Regions from separate parts of the Gossypium hirsutum genome. Here region 2 is linked to region 1. A link is a contact called in public Hi-C data. All regions are on one chromosome and are shown on one strand. Each heading gives the region's core, a stretch centred on a gene start, on an enhancer-like site or on the middle of the called end of the contact. The rest is flanking DNA. Distances are from core to core; before and after follow the strand shown.

Region 1 (3,118 bases), core at 341-2,840:
TAATGGTCACCGGTTCCGGCAATTAGAGTATGCCGTCAATTTTTTTTTCAAAAATCACACTAGTGCCAGTAACGAAAACGCCAACATCATCACTGATAAATCTTTTCTTTTTAAATATGAACCGGTGCCCGCAACGTGAACGTTGGCACAAAAAAATTGCTAAAAAAAGTTTGAAATTGTTTTTGGTGTTGACACCTACACTCCTAGTCTTATTAAAAATATTTTTTTGAACCGGAAAATACTCAATTTTTTAAAAAATACTCAAAAATATATATAGATGTTGGCTATAGTAGTGCCAACACCAAAAAAATTAATTTTTTTATCCCTGACTCAATCACAAAATAATGATTACATAACGATGGACAATTAATGTCAGTAGTGGAGATGCCAATACTACCCAATACTATTCAATACTATTTATTTCAAGTCACTTTCATTATACATTTTGAAATTAAATAATTTTCGTAAATAATAACATTTTACAGGTCATTTTTTAAAAAATCCCTCGGAAGGATATGGTGAAGTCTAAAAAGTCAAGTAAATGTGTAGCTCGCCCTCCTATACTTTTGAAAACGTAGATGGTGGGTAACTCTAAAGTCACATAATAAATATTATATTATTATATACTCATGAATAGAAGTGAAGGATTTGATATTTTTATTCTTTCTACTTTCTAAATTTTAAAATTTCGGTTCTTGTCAAATAATAATTATTTAATTTAAATAAAGTTATATTATTTTTAAAATTTGATGTGTGAAATATATTATCATATGTGCAATAATATGTTAACTAATTATTTTCACATATCATTTACAAAAAAATTTAGTTAATGAATTAATAATTGTCATTTCCATTAAGACTAACATTTTAAAATTTGAAAGTATGGTGACTTAGAATGATTTAATAAGAGAAATTAGACTAAATCTATAATTGTATAAATAGTATATGATTAATAATTGAATTTAACAAAATAAATTTAACTGTTACTATTTGAGTCAGGACTAAGTACAAAGACTAAAACTGACCATTTTAAAAATTACAGATACTAAAATAGATTAAAAAAAAACTACAACTTTTATAAAATACAATTACTAATAATAAACTTTAACCAATTGAAAAACAAAAATTTAAGCGATTGAAGTTGATGTTAGATAATTTAATTCCGATTTCATTGGAGCGGCAAGTTAGGAAGAATAATACCAAAAAGGTAGGTTAAGATACGCCATAAATCTTCATATTATTTAAAAATTTATAATTTAGTTTTTATATTTCTATTTTTATAAATTTAATCTTTTATTTGTTAAATTTTAAAATTTAAGTTCAACTATTAACATTGTTATTTTTATTTTTGGTTAAATTTGTTAATATGCTATTTCGAAATTAAAAATTAAAAGCACTTGGTAACTATATAACTAAAAAATATTATTGTAATGAATCTAAATTTAAAAGTTTAATAATTAGGACTGAATTTTGAAAATTAAAAGTATAGGGACTTCGGGCAGAATTTAACCTAAGAGGTAGGTGGTGAGAGGTGTGAGTGTGTAAACTGTGGGTGGAGTATAAAAAGGCCCACCGTTTCTCCCTTCCTGTATTACTTACTATTCGCTCGTGTTTCTAAAACAAATTCACGACTGCCAGCGAAGCCAAGTACAGCCGTTGCAGCCATCGAATTCTAAACTCCATAAAAACAAACAGAGAGATTTTTGACGTCCTTGTATACGCTTAGCTTTCTTTCTTTCTGGTTTAGTTTTTTGGCGACGGAGTAATGGCTGATTCATACGTGCTGGGATGGATCTTGTGTTCCGTGATGGCGCTGGTTGCGCTATGCGGTGTCGTTTTGAGAAGGCAGAAATGGAAGGGGATTTCCATGAGAACTGAGCCCCTGAAGACCGTCCTAACGAGTAACGGAGAATGCGGATCTGCTGACGCCAGCCACGCTGATGTCATCATCGTTGGAGCTGGCGTTGCTGGTTCCGCCCTCGCTCACACTCTCGGCAAAGTATTTCTTTCTTTTTCTTTGCATTTTCTTAGTAACCAATCAGGGAACAAGCAAAACATTTCTTTGTTTCGCTACTTCTTTTATTTCTTTCGTTTTTGAACAAGTTTAAAGTCCCCCCTATCCTTTATGTCGTGCCCGCACTTTCTCGGATCTTCTGCTGTTTAAAACGACATGCATCTTTTTCTTTTCCTTTTATTTATTTTTCTTTAAACAATTCTTTATGTATTTTCTTTTCTTTTCGAATGTGTTGTGGCTTCTCAATGTGCATCAGTAATATTAAAAAAATAAAAAATAAAAAGAGTTTAGCTGCCACGCCCGTGGGGAAAAAAATTTTAGCTCCCTAAACAAATTTTTTGGGCCCTTAAAAATTAAAAAGACCTTTTTTATACTCCTTAAAAATTAGAAAATAGTATTTTACCCTTTTCAGTTTTGAGCCTTGGTGGCCGCACCTGCCCCAGGACGTGCCTGTTAGCTGCCATGGATTCTGGGATTAATTTATGAGCATTATCATTATAAATCGATATCTACCATTTTTTGCATTTTAATAACGGTTCGTATCATTGACTGCTTCCCTTTTTTTACCTTTTAGCAATTATAATTGGAAGCTTATACCTAAATGAACTTGAAGAAAATGAACCGTCTCTTGCTATTAGCAATTTTTCAGACGTCAATTTCTTCATAATTAGTTACTGCCAATTTAAAACATCCTGTATACGAGCTGTCACGGACTGCCTAGGACAAGTAGAGACTTTTTGTTGCTTTGATAACTAATACTTTATGTTTCTTTGTGTGTTCCAAATTCTTCCCCCATACTAGATCGGATGTTGATTAATTTCTGTTACTTGAACTCGGGTGCAATCATCAGATACGAATATGTGCTCGATAAGAGTTTGTTCAAATTTTTTTCTAAATTTTTTATGTGTTTAGAGAACCCTTGGTTATATCCTTATATCCATGTTTGAATAGTCTCAAACACGGTTATTGCAGGAAAAAAAATTTAACTCTGCATTCTCTATGCCCCTTTTTTGTTCTGATGTCCTCTTTTTGTAGATTATATCCTAGCTAAGTGAATGAAGGAGGAAGAATATTAATCACAGTGCTAGTATATAATATAAAGGC
Region 2 (2,964 bases), core at 140-2,639, 230 kb after region 1:
TAAATTTTGAAATAAATATCAAATTATGCTTTCAAACTTTGCATGTGAACTCACCATAATATGATTTTATTTTAAAAAAATAAATTACATACAATTTCATTTTAGACACCCAAAATAAAAAAGTTTATAATTTGAGCACCCACGTTATATAGTTCAATCACTCTCGTTAAAATTACAAAACGGCAAGCTAATGTAGCAGTTAAAAGATTCAATATAATAACAAATTTTTCCTTCAACTTTTACATATTATATCGATTTAATCATAATTTTAAAAAATTAACCTCAAAATTATGAGTAAATCGATATAATATATAAAAGTTGAGGGCTAAATTTATTATTATACTAATTTTTTTATAAATCACATCAACTTGTTGTTTGTGATTTTAATGGGAGTGACCAACATGACTAAATTATATAACATGAATGATTAAATTGCAAATTCTTTTTGGGGGGCTAAAATTAATTTTTTTTATAATTGAGTGATTATTGTGTAGTTTACCCAAAATAAAAAGACGAACACGTTCATATTAATAATTAATAATTTGTATACAAAAAATTATTTTAACAAATTTTCAATTGAATTGATTCTTTGTATTAATATTTTTTATTATATTAAAGACATTTTAATAAATTTTTAATTAAATTAATTTCTAATTAACTCGTTATACTAAGTTAATAAAGAGTTTAATACAACTACAATTATAGACAACAAGTATAGATACATAGGCTGGCTGTTTAAAGGGTTTAAGGGGGCCTCCCCAAAAAGAAATTGAAAAATTATGATTTTTCATTGAAATTTTTAGAAAATTTTAATTAAGTGTTCAACTTTTTTGTAAAAATTTATTTTTCTCTTGAAGTTTTTAAAAAATTTGAATTAAACTCTTCAAATTTTTAAAAATTCTTATTATACCTTTTAAATTTGAAAAAAATAATTAAAATAACTTAAAATATTTGAAAATTTAAATTAATCTCATAAAACCCCAATTTTTTTAAAAGAAATTTCATTAAACTCTTAAAACTTTTGAACTTGTGAAAAAATCAACGATTGTCATTGGTCACCGACCGCAACTCCACTTCAAATAAAATACGTCGGGAAGCACGATAATAAAATCCACAAACTGGCGTGAAGCCAGCCAACTAGAAAAAACTGTAGCAGATATGGCGGTTGTACATGGAGTAAGTAGGATCCCACATTTTTGTACCGTTACCTTATTGTTGGCCACGTGGCGCTTCCGTCGTTGTCGTGGTAAGAAAATCATTGCTCTTTTTTACATGTTTGTCATTATTTTTATTAAATAATATAATTATTACTAATAAAATGACTCTTTACACGTGGCATTCGCTGGAATCTTCTTCCCTAATAGAAAAACTATAAACTCTTTTTTTGCGTGTGTATGAACTAATTTTTTTTTTCAATAAATGAAATTCCTTGAAGATAATACAATCTTTTATAAAAAATTATTTCCGAATTAAGGCTCTTTATTTCTTTCTCTGTCAGCAAATTGGTCGAATTTTATTTTTGTTTTTATTTGAAGATGAAGGAAAAGCATAGCATTTGGCGTACAAGTGATAACTCACAATTTTCTTATGTATTTAGTTCCCTACTTTTTTAAGCCAACCATTTTGCTTCAGAATCTCTTTGCGTTGGGAACCTTTTCAAAGTTCTTACGCTTTTTTTGGCCTCTGATATTTTCCCAGGTACTTTCAGTTTATTTAATCTTTATTTTTTTCCTAGGTTGTTTAACTAAATTGATTTAATTTCGTTTGAGTTTCCTTCTTGAACTAATTGTTAGGAGCAATTTTTATTTTATTTTATTTTACTTGAGTTTTTGTATAATCTTTTGTCTTGGAACTATAGAGATTCATCGAAAGGAAAAAGAAGAAGAAATGGTTTGGAAATTTAGTCAGGTAGGAAAAAGATAGTTTAAAATTTTCGGTAGCTCTATTAGAAAGGAAATTAGAGTTAAAAACAACTTTTATTTAGGGGTTTTTTAATTTTTTAAAGTTTGATGATGTTTTTCGTCTGCGTTTAGTTTAAGCATTGTTTTTCTTACTTGAAATTTTATTGAAGTATTTTCTATTTTTTATTTTTGAGATTTGATCTATGAGAATGGTTTTAAATTTTGGTTTCTGAACTATGAAAATTCCCAGATCCATTTTGCAGCACTTGATTCTGTGTCAGATTGAGCCAAACTACTTTCTGCATTAGTAGTCATCAAAAGAACTCTGTTTTGAGCAAATTGGAAGTAATATTGACATGTCCTTTCTCGGTTCAGTGCTTTAGTTATTGAATTTCTTAAGCTTGAATAAAAGGTTAGAGGGAACTGAGATGGACATTGGAGCTCTTTTAACTTCTGCCGGAATCAATATAGCTATATGTGTTGTGCTTTTGTCTTTGTATTCCATACTGAGGAAACAACCGAGCAATGTTAGTGTGTATTTCATGCGGAGGCTTATTTCAGAACCAATAAAGCATAGTGATCCTTTTCACTTTGAGAGACTTGTTCCCTCTGCTAGTTGGATCGTGAGGGCCTGGCAAGCGACCAATGAAGAAATATTGGCTGCTGGTGGTGTGGATGCTCTAGTTTTCTTGAGAATAGTTGTTTTCAGGTGATTAAGTTTCTCCAGATGGAAAATTTTGATTTCTTCCAATTTTCTGAGGGAAAATTTTGCTACAAGTTTCTCCAAAAGTTTATGCTTGCAATTATATCCAAACATCTTTTAAAATGCTTTCATAATTCAATTATGGATGGTCAGTGTCTATTTTTTCTTCTGCTGGTTTACTAACTGCACTGCAATTTTCCTCCTGTTCTTTACAGTATTCGGGTATTCATCATTGCTGCTGCGATTTGTGTTTTTCTATTGCTTCCAGTAAATTATTATGGACAAGAAATGCAGCACAAGCAAATCCATTCAGAATCACTGGAAGTATTTACTATTGGAAATGTAAAGGAAGGATCAAAA

What was found. A called contact is a pair of places that touch in the nucleus more often than the background predicts.
Region 2: a contact with region 1 is called in a Hi-C map of leaf, with 2.4 times the contacts expected there. The contact joins the promoter of LOC107917916 here to the promoter of LOC107916766 in region 1. A contact is called at or near these places in 13 of 34 Hi-C or Micro-C datasets (callus, fibers, hypocotyl and 3 more).

Annotation. Positions count from the first base shown.
Region 1 is chrA01:32,823,772-32,826,889 of Gossypium_hirsutum_v2.1, forward strand. It overlaps LOC107916766 (squalene monooxygenase SE1), which reads left to right and starts at 1,591. Exons shown (of 8, transcript XM_016846135.2): 1 at 1,591-1,999. The coding sequence starts at 1,766.
Region 2 is chrA01:33,053,189-33,056,152 of Gossypium_hirsutum_v2.1, forward strand. It overlaps LOC107917916 (CSC1-like protein At1g10090), which reads left to right and starts at 1,390. Exons shown (of 13, transcript XM_016847332.2): 1 at 1,390-1,698; 2 at 2,152-2,610; 3 at 2,820-2,964. The coding sequence starts at 2,330.